Linked DNA regions of Mus musculus: region 1 is linked to region 2. A link is a contact called in public Hi-C data. All regions are on one chromosome and are shown on one strand. Each heading gives the region's core, a stretch centred on a gene start, on an enhancer-like site or on the middle of the called end of the contact. The rest is flanking DNA. Distances are from core to core; before and after follow the strand shown.

Evidence for each region. Hi-C and Micro-C count contacts between places; a contact is called where the count stands out from the background.
Region 1: a contact with region 2 is called in a Hi-C map of uterus, with 2.5 times the contacts expected there. The contact joins two enhancer-like sites. A contact is called at or near these places in 2 of 484 Hi-C or Micro-C datasets (embryonic stem cells and uterus).

Annotation. Positions count from the first base shown.
Region 1 is chr11:7,974,184-7,979,442 of GRCm38.p6, reverse strand. No RefSeq gene overlaps it. Among named protein-coding and RNA genes, the nearest start is that of Gm27393, 90 kb to the right of the region's middle. Within about 2 kb of position 3,337, at least 8 of the 459 cell types and tissues checked have an H3K27ac peak or open chromatin away from gene starts, as enhancers often do. A contact at or near this core is called in uterus, where this site is marked.
Region 2 is chr11:7,557,745-7,563,338 of GRCm38.p6, reverse strand. No RefSeq gene overlaps it. Among named protein-coding and RNA genes, the nearest start is that of Gm36720, 130 kb to the right of the region's middle. Within about 2 kb of position 1,733, at least 17 of the 459 cell types and tissues checked have an H3K27ac peak or open chromatin away from gene starts, as enhancers often do. A contact at or near this core is called in uterus, where this site is marked.

The sequences.
Region 1 (5,259 bases), core at 2,088-4,587, 410 kb before region 2:
ATATGTACATAGACACACACATAGAGATGCACACACACACATATATACAAGCACACATGCACAACATATAGACATACAGACATGCAGACATGCAGACATGCAGACATGTGCACTGTGCTGGAGAGATGGCTCAATAGTTAAAAGCATTTGCTGATCCTATAGAAGACACAACTCCAGTTTCCAGCACACAGGTCAGGAAGCTCACAATCACTTGCAACTCCTCCTGTAACTTGTACTAGGAATCTGATGCTTCATACAGAAACATACACACAAACAAAAACATTTAAATGTCTTACTGGACCTCACACATACTACAGGTATGACTGTGCGTGTGGATATGGAACACATGGGAAAGGGTCTGGAGGGTCAAAATAATTAAAAAAAATAGAGTGACTGGCAGACCTACCACTGGGTATATATTATTTGAAGAAATTGAAATTAATGATCTTCACACTTATGCTGAGTATAAACTTTCTGCCATAATCAAGCTACAAACATAGCCAAGATGTTCATTAATGGATCAATCAAATAAGAATATGGTATGAGTACTCAAATGAGTATCATATGAGCATAAAAAATAAAGATTAGCATCCACTTTTGTGTTTGCTAGACCCAAGAATAGCCTCACAAGAGACAGCTATATCAGGGTCCTTTCAGCAAAATCTTGCTAGTGTATGCAATGGTGTCAGTATTTGGAGGCTGATTATGGGATGGATCCCCGGATATGGCAGTCTCTAAATGGTCCATCCTTTTGTCTCAGCTCCAATCTTTGTCTCTGTAACTCCTTCCATGGGTGTTTTGTTCCCAAATCTAAGAAGGGGCAAAGTGTCCACACTTTGGTCTTCGTTCTTCTTGAGTTTCATGTGTTTCACAAATTGTATCTTATATCTTGGGTATTCTAAGTTTCTGGGCTAATATCCACTTATCAGTGAGTGCATATCATGAGTTCTTTTGTGATTGGGTTACCTCACTCAGGATGATGCCTCCAGGTCCAGCTATTGGATGGATCACATGACCCCTAATTGAGGAGCTAGAGAAAGTACCCAAGGAGCTAAAGGGATCTGCAACCCTATAGGTGGAACAACAATATGAACTAACCAGTACCTCCCGGGAGCTCCTGTCTCTAGCTGCATATGTATCAGAAGATGGCCTAACCGGCCATCATTGGGAAGAGAGGCCCCTTGGTATTGCTAACTTTATATGCCCCAGTACAGGGGAACACCAGAAGTGGGAGTGGGAGGGTAGAGGAGTAGGGGGGGGGGTTATGGAGGACTTTTGGGATAGCATTGGAATTGTAAATGAGGAAAATACCTAATTAAAAATAAAAAAAAAGAATAAAGATGAAATCCTACCAGTTATGGGAACATACTAGAGGACAGTATGTTAAGTGAAATAAGCCAAGGGAAAAAGAAATACACAAGGTATCACTCTTTGGATGTGAAAGCTGTTAATGAATGGTATAGAAGAGAGCAGCATACAGGTCAGTAGAAAAGAAAGGAGATCAGAGAGGGAGCAGAGCAGGCTCCTAAAACAGTAGCAAAGTTCTGATGTTTTGCACAGCAGGACAACTTCAATCTAGAACAAGTTACTCATTCAAATTACTGGCAGAAATGGCAACACTCCAGGCTATGGAGATACCAGTTATGTTCCTTAGATCATCATACACTAGATGCGCCTGATGAATTTATACATAGTACCAGACAGCCCAGAAGTAAGGACAAATATTATATCTATTAAATAATAAAAACTAGCCAGGTGGTGGTGGCGCACGCATTTAATCCCAGCACTTGGGAGGCAAGAAGCAGGTGGATTTCTGAGTTCGAGGCCAGCCTGGTCTACAGAGTGAGTTCCAGGACAGCCAGGGCTACACAGAGTAACCCTGTCTCGAAAAACAAAAACAAACAAAAAACCCACCAAAACCAACCAACCAACCAAACAAACAAACAAACAAAAAACCCCTAAATGCCCCAGCTACTCCCACCCTGCCTCTGAATACATCTGTGATACTCTATGTACCTAAATGTGTGATTGAAAACAGGAGCAAAGAGGAGGACTGTGTAAGCAGGAGCCTGTGCCTGCCAGTGTTCATACTGGTTTACGATTACTACACACAGTGAAGTGTTGTGGCATTCTTGGTTTTAGAAAATGTCTCTGCTTCATTTGTGGCTTCAGCAGGCCATCACTGCCCCGGTGCATGCTGAAAGCTACACTCTACTTTTTTAAAACATGATCTGAGTAAGTTTTGATTCTTCCTGTCTTTGTAGTCATTATTTGGAGAGACTTCATCATTTGTCCTTAATCTCACATAATTTAAATGTTAACGGACAAGTGACCATGTTGTGTCTGTGAGGAACCTGAATACCTTTTTGGCTGAGCCAGGTGAGACACAGCACCTCACACAGTGAGTGTGGAGCAGGGTTCCTGCTGACAGACAGGCAGTAGGAACTATGGAAGCCTGGGCTGGAAAGGCTCAGAAAGCTGTAGGCACAGAGGGACTGTGACAGGGTTAGAGGTGGCTTTCTCTGTGTAGTGCTCCTACAGAGCTGGCTGTGGAACCCTATGAGGCAGGGCCCCTTGGATTTTAACCCAGAATACTGTGGGTCTTTTAGCTAGTTTTAATGGGAGGCTTGCTTCTGGGGAGAGATAACTGAGCCCACTGTTGTGATTGGCTTCCCATCACGGGGTGCTGTTCTAGTTCCATCCTTTAGGGTGTTCAAAGCCCCCAGGGGCCTGTTTTAGCAGCCCCATAATACTGTGTCACAACTGTTATCATCTGTCTTGTATTTTTCTCATAAAGTTTATAACTAGCCCATCCATGAGTGTAGCATGTGTAGCCCTGTCATTCATGTGCCCACTCCCAATTCTGTACCTGACATCTTTAATTTTGTGTCTCAGAAGCACCACCTTCCCCTATTTACTCTAGTTCTCATAAAAGGAGCCACAAAACAGTCAAAAGCCTTTTGTTATTGTAAAGTGAAGACAGAGAAAATGAAAAGTAAAACAAACTCCCAAACTAACCCTGAGTGTGGAGATCAATAACATCATACAAAAATCACCCCTGATTTGCTGGCATCAGTCATTCTTCTGGAGCCTCAGCAGTCCTTCCCCTACGTGGATTCTGCCCCAGAAGCTCAGTTGTGCTTGTACATGGCTCTCCTTTACTTGAATAACAAAGGATGTGTTATTCTGTGTGTGCAATCTTTTATTTACTATTATACCGACGAGGCCTGTCTAAATTATTCCACATCCGAACAGCTTGTTCCCTCGCTCAGTGCTGGGGACTCTCCCTTTGTCTGAGTATACCACAATGCATTCCCTCCCTCTATAAATGTCTGTAGGCATCTGGGTTGTTTCTGAAGTCGGGCTCTTACAAATAGCGCTTTAATTAGCATTCATTTATGTGTCTCTTGATGCAGATGCGATGTGTTTTTCTTGGGCACGTGCCTACCGGAAGTGGAGTTTCTGGGTCTTAGGAAAGGTTTACTTCTAAATTTAGTAGTGATTGCCAAACTCCTTTCTAAAGACACTGTGCTAATTCTCATCCCCCTCAAAGTTTATCACCCTCTTAAAAACCAGTTTTTCTCTATTTGATGTTCTTTCACTGCCTATAATTTATAATGTGGAAATTTTCAATTGTAGGCTCACATTTTAAGAGTTGCAAAGAAATTCCCAAGGTAGTTGTAGATTTTTTTTTTATTAAATTAACTTTAGAAGTTTAACATGTGCAATATATTTACATATCCTCTCTCAAATTCATGAATCTTCTTTTTTCTCTAGCACACACACATACGTGTGTGTACATATATCTTTTAGTTCTGTGTTGTTGAGATTCCCATGGGTGCAGCCTCCCCCTCATCCTTTTCTTCTGTCTGTAGGGAGCTTAAATTCAAGGCGATAATTTTCTAGGCGATAACTATGTCTTTGTGCTTAAGCTGCTTTGATTTTCTGAGCTGGAATTTATTACTGTTGTTTTCCATATAACTGAGAGTACCCGTGAGAAATAATTTTAAGGATATTCTGTGTATTTAATAATGAGGCATTTTTCTTTGTGAGACTTTGCTCATTTTGTTTGGACAAAGTTCTTATGGTCTCAGATGATGCCATTCTCTGCTCTTCTACTTTCATTCATACAATACTAATTAAACATGTGGTTTTGTTTGACTTTTATTTGCATACTTTTTCTCACCTGCCTACTCTTTCTTCTACAAGAGAAACTCAAACTGTGGGGAAAACAACTATAAGGTTTTCTTTTTCAGATTTGTTCTCCCTTGTTTGGTTGGTTTTTTTTTTTTTTTTTTTGTTTTTTGTTTTTTGTTTTTTCTTATACAGTTATGTCTGCTATGGAAAATTAATAAAATCTTGAAGAAAGTTGATCTTAAAACCTGTGGTGGTTTGAAAATGCTTGGCCCATAGAGAAAGAAATTAGAGAAACAACACACTTTACAATGGCCATAAAGAATATAAAATATCTTGGTGTAACTCTAACCAAGCAAGTGAAAGATCTGTATGACAAGAACTTCAAGTCTCTGAAGAAAGAAATTGAGGAAGATATCATAAGATAGAAAGATCTTTCATACTCATGGATTGCTAGGATTAGCATAGTGAAAATGGCCATCTTACTAAAAGCAATTTACAGATTCAGTGCAATCCCCATCAAAATTCCTTAGACCTTGAAAGAGCAATTCTAAGCTTCATTTGGAAAAACAAAAAGCATAGTATAGCCAAAATATTTTTAAACAATAAAAGAACTTTGAGAGGAATCACCATCCCTGACCTCAAGATGTACTACAGTGCAATAGTGATAAAAACTGCATGGTACGGATAAAAAGAGACAAGTCAATCAATGGATTAAAGACCCAGAAATAAACCCACAGACATACGGACACTTGATTTTTGAGAAAGAAGCCGAAACCATACAATAGAAAAAGAAAGAATCTTCAACAAATGGTGCTGATCTAACTGGATGTTTGCATGTAGAAGAATGAAAATAGATCCCTGCACAAAACTCGAGTCCAAGTGGATCAAGGATATCAACATAAAACTAGATGCACTAAATCTCAGAGAAGAAAGTGGGAAATACCCTTGAATGCATTGGTACAGGAGACAATTTCTTAAACAGAAGATCAACAATTGATAAATGGGTCTTAATGACTCTGCAAAGCTTCTGTAAGGCAAAGGACACTGTCAAAAGAACAAATCGGCAGCCTACAGACTGGGAAAGCATCTTCACCAACCCAACATCTGACAGAGGGCTAAAAT
Region 2 (5,594 bases), core at 484-2,983:
TTTTAACCAAGCCCTCTGTATGTGGAGAACATTTCATCTCAATCTATGGTTTTTCCTTCTTAACACAGGAAATCCTTCCCTCTGGGAAGTTGCTTGTGTCTTAGCATAGGCTCAGTCCACAGTCCACATGGATTGTAAACTACCTACCCAACACCTACTCAACATCAGCAGAGTTGGTGTTATGAAAGGGCTTTTTAGAGGAGGCTCTGCTGCCCAGGTACCATACTTGTTCTAAAATTCATTTCTGATGGCCCTTGACTACATTGTGGGATGCTGGCTCCTCTAGGACAGCAGTTGCTTCAGCAAATTACGAACTAAGAAGACAAAAGAGAGTCTTGAGCAAGACAGAAACATCATGTGCATTCTATGGCTTTTTGTGTACTTTAGTTGACTATATAAGTCATTGGGAAGCAAGCTCCAGGGGATGAATGATAATCAAGAGACAGGGATCTTTGGGAAGAGTTAAAAAAGACTACTGAGTCCTCCACTAAGAGGCCCATTCCAGGGGGCTGGTGAGATGGCTCAGTGGGTAAGAGTACCCGACTGCTCTTCCAAAGGTCCAGTGTTCAAGTCCCAGCAACCACATGGTGGCTCACAACCATCCGTAACAAGATCTGAGGCTCTCTTCTGGTGTGTCTGAAGACAACTACAGTGTACTTACATATAATAAATAAATAAATAGATAAATAAATAAGGCCCATTCCAGATTGTCATGGTGACCTGAATCTCCCCAAGAAGCCTCTTAGAATTTTTAGTATGTTGCTTCTCTATTGATTTCAGTAACCTCCTTAATTCCTCATATCTACTTAAAATGTTAAGTAGGTATTAAAATGCCCTTTCCTAAATAATCAAATACAGTTCTAGCTCCGTGCTGTATTAGTTCCTTTCCTTGTGCTTTAATAAAACACCAGGATCAAGGACAACTTGAGAAAGAGTTTAGAGTTCTAGAACACCATGATGGTGGAGCTCAGGGAAGGTAACAAGGACCAGTCTTGGTGGCTGGGGCAGATGTTTGAGAGCTCGCATATTAAACCACAGGCATGTGGCTTAAGCAGAGGGAGAAGGAGGGGGAGGGGAGAGAGGAGATGGAGAGGGAAACTGAAAGTAGGGCAGAGTCATTAAACTCTCAAAGCCTACCCTTAGTTATATCCTTCCTTCTGGAAGGCTTCATGAATCTCCTAAACCTCCCCAGAGTGCCACCAAGTGTTCACTCAGCGACAGGGGAGCCAAGGGTGAATGTTCTCATCCCACTGGACCTGATCTTACTTTCTTCCCTTCTGTTCCCTATGCATGATTCATTATCTGACCCTTTGTGCCCATTCCATTGGGGATACCAATTTAGTGTTTGTTATGCATGATAATTGGTTAGAGGTTTTTCTTCTCTAAATGATGCTCCAAAGAGTAATTTAAAAAGAAAAAAACAAACAAACAAACAAAACAAAACAAAAACAAATTCATGTCCAGAAGACTCTTTTTCACATCATGCACTCCCAAAAACCTACAAACAGAACACAGGGTCTTGATAGTCATGTATCCTGCTGACATGTTAGGTCAGGAGTATCTCCTGGAATTGCTTGCTTAGAGGCATGAATAATTTAGGGACCTCTCAGAAGTCAGGGGATTACGTCAGGGCAGGTGATTTAATGCTGAGTCACCTGTGCTGACAGAACTGTCACACCCTACTAGTTCACCTGCTCTCAAAGTTCCCTCAGGGAAATCCTAAGAACTGCTAAAGCCCATATGCTGTGTTTCTGAGTAACTCATCACCACAGCCAGACTCAGGGCTGGCAGGGTGGGGAGCTTAGCTAGTCCTCATGGGATATTTGTCAATCAACACTACAATTACTTGAGGCTTTGTTGAAACCTGTGGGGGACTAACAGGCACACAGAAAGAACTGAAAGTAAAGGTGTTGGGGGTTTTGTTTGTTTTGTTTTTTCTTATTGAAGTTAAGGTTTTGCAAGTATCCTTGCAAAGACAAAAGAAATATATTGTCTGGAAGTGATCCACATGCAAATATTTCATATACTAAGATAAGAAAGACCAAGAATCTCACACCAAACTTTCATTTGGAAGTTTTTATTTCTCTTCTGTTTGTTTGCTTGCTTGTTTTTAATTTTTATTGGTTATTTTATTTATTTACATTTCAAATGTTATTCCCCTTCCTGGTTTCCCCTGCACAAACCCCCTATCCAACCCCCAGGCCCTGCTTCTATGAGGGTGTTTATTTCCCAAGAGCTAAAACTAATAAAAGTAAAAGGAAGCAGCTGTCCTTCCGAATATCACTGGACACATGAAAGAATAAGCTCTCTTTTGTGAATTGGTAGTTATTATCACATAAATGCGTATTTATTTATTACATTTGTATGTAGAGGCTGTATTTAAAAGAGACTTTTTCTAACTAAGCATTAAAAATAAGATTCTCAAATTACAACTCAAAAATCCCAGTTTCTATGATGTAAGTAGACTATGATATATTGAGAGATGTCAAAGCAAGTAGATTCACCATCAATGGTTAGTTGCAGGAACTGTGAAGATTCAACACTGTTCTGTTGTGTGTCTTCTAAAAACCCTTCTGATGGAAGCTTATAAGATAGCTCTCTGCACAGCAAACACAAGCTTCACTTTCAGAGGCAACATAGGTTGACTGGCTTGAAATTTTGATGTGGCTTCCTTTGAGGGAATGAAAAGATTGGCCCAAAACACACTCCTCACTTGCAGTGTATCATCAGCCTGGACAGACACCATGAAATCACTCCCTGAGACTCTATCCATCCTCTGTGGGAGAGGTAGCAGAGACTGAGCCATTTAGGACCATTAAAAATGAACAGAGTATATCTCTCTGACCTGTTAAGTTAGTCCACGTTCAATGTCACGCATTAGAACAAGAGTTGTACATGAGAAAATGCAGTTTCTGCTTTCCACCAGGGGAGGTAAGAGAGAATGGTTTCAGCATGTGTTGCTTCTGAAGGAAGACTTCTGTCTTATGGAACACACTGCTGATGTAGATCGTGTGCACAAGCTGACTCTGTGGCTTCATGTTCTGAACTTAATCCTGGAGTCCCCAGTTAGATCACATATGGGTCAGTCCATTCACCCTTAAGTATCCTACTTGCATCCTATGCATCATGAGACACAAAAAAACTATTGGGAAAGAGTGAGGAAGGGCTGGGCAAGGTACATGCAAGGCTCTGACTTCTATCTTCAAGCTGCTTTTGGTTATAGCTTTTGTCACAGCAATAGAAAACAAAGTAACACAGTTAGTAATTTTACAGGTAAGAACAGGAGAAGTCTAAGACTTATATGATCCTTTATTTCCTATTCCATCCAGTAAGGTTTGTGTTTTGGATGCAATAAAGTTTATACTCTATGGTCATGTATTCTGTGGGTTTTAATCTACTATTTTTTAATGCCACATCAGAATACCAGGTAGAACATAACCATCACCCCAGAACTTGCCATGGGCAGTCTTGATTTCGTAATTCTTCGTCTCCACCCAAACTCTGACAGCTGCTTGTAATTTTTGTTTCTTTTATTGTTTTTAAGGAGTCATGTGTATAGAATCATACAATAAATCTTAGCCTGTGTTCTTTAACTTCACACTCAAAATTTATCAATCATTTTATTGTGTAAATTACACCATACCTCTTTTCATTGCTGAGCACCACTATGTTGTATGAATGCTCCATAATTAGTTAACCCAGTATGTTACTGTAAGACAACTGGGTTGCTTGGGAAGCTATGATTAGAGCTATGAAGAATTTATGTGTAGAATTCTGTATGTATAGTTTTCCTTTTGGCAGGCATGAACATGCTAGGTCACGTAGGAACTGTACGTACTTGCCTACAAGAAACCCATAGATTACTTTGCAGAGTAGTATATATATATATATATATATATACTGTGTTTCATTTGTAAAATAAGTAAAATGTCTCTGGTATTTTCTTCCCCAAATGGACATTCAACTCTCCCATCAGCACCACTCGAAAGACATCTCTCTCCTCCATTGCTCTTTGAAACTCTGAGAAAAAGCAGGTTAGCTTGAGCCCTTCGTTTCTGAGCACATTGCTCCCTTCTGTCCATCTATGTCTTATCCTTTAGGTTACTAGGAGGTCGTATAATCTTACTCCTCCCCTTCCTCCTCCTTCCCTGCCCACTGAACTTTTTAAAAGTTTCAAGATTACTTCACTCATAGTCTTGACCTATAACCCCAGATGGATAGGTTTAATTCTGAAAAACTTGACTACTTCTTCAAAGAATTAATTATGGGCTTTCAGCTGCAGGGCATAAACAAGCTGACACTTTTCCACGTTCTCCCTCTCATTACCCTCTCTCTGTTACCCTAGGGCAGGGAGACCACTGATCTTCCCATTCTGCCAGGGGGTCAAGTCAAGAGGAACAGGCATTAGATTGATGGAGCAACCGTTTCCAACATCTACATTTAGGTTCTCTGACTTTACAACTCAACAGCATGTTTCTCTACTGTACTTATAGCATGGGAAAAAATAATTTCTAAATTAATTGGGACCTCACTGAAGAAACCAGCTGGAGAATGGCTTCCAAGTATAAAAACAGGAAGCCAGACATCTGTGACAACTGCTCTGGTCTGTGTCCTGTGATGGTCACTAGAGCTAAAGGCTACTTGGGGGAGGAATGACTTTATCTAGCTTAGAGGTTTCCAGGTCTATCACAGATGGAGGGCAAAGTAAAAACTCACAACAGGAATCTGGAGGCAGGAATTCAAGAAGAGACCACAGAAGAAAGCAGCTTGTTGACTTGCTCCCATGTCCCTGATTACTTATACGCCCAGGACCAATTGCCCAAAGATGGTATTGTCCCCAATGTGCTGGACTCTCCAATATCAATCAACACCATCCTTTATAGACATGCCCATAGGGCAATCTAACGGATGCAGTTCTTCAACCCAGGTTCTTTTTTTCCTAGGTGTGATAAATTGACAATCAAGATTAGTAATCTGATGGACACTGAATCAAATTGAGGTAATTGGCTGAGCCAGTGAGCACACACCTTCTCACATTCTGGGAGATGATAGGTGAATATTTACTTTCATTACCCTAAATTGGAAAATAGTTGGTAGAAATGAAGGTAAATAAGAGAGTTTAGAGGGATGGATGGGTATGACCACAGCTCATGATATATGTATGAATGCATTATTTAAAAGAGATAATTTAAGGGGTAGAGAAATAGTTGTATTTTTACTGTTTTTAGCCTATCAAGATGATTTATGAACTAATAATTCCAAGAATTCTTAAACTGAAGAAACATAATCTCAACTTTATCACATAATTTTATTGTTGCTATTTGAAAGTATAAAGCAACCCTCTAATAAAAGATATATATTTAGGCTTTAGAAATAACTTACTATTTTCATAGAGACATTCTGTAGAATGAGCCACTTCATGGCTCTTAGCAACCTTGCCCCTTGAGTATATCATGACCTTCCTCTCACCTTGTCCTTCTTTCCCTTTACTGCAACATAAATGCTCCTATATTCTAGAGGATACAGGTATATAAATATGTATATTAACCAAATGTATCAAATTTATGCGTGCTTTTTTTTTTGCTTTCATGTTG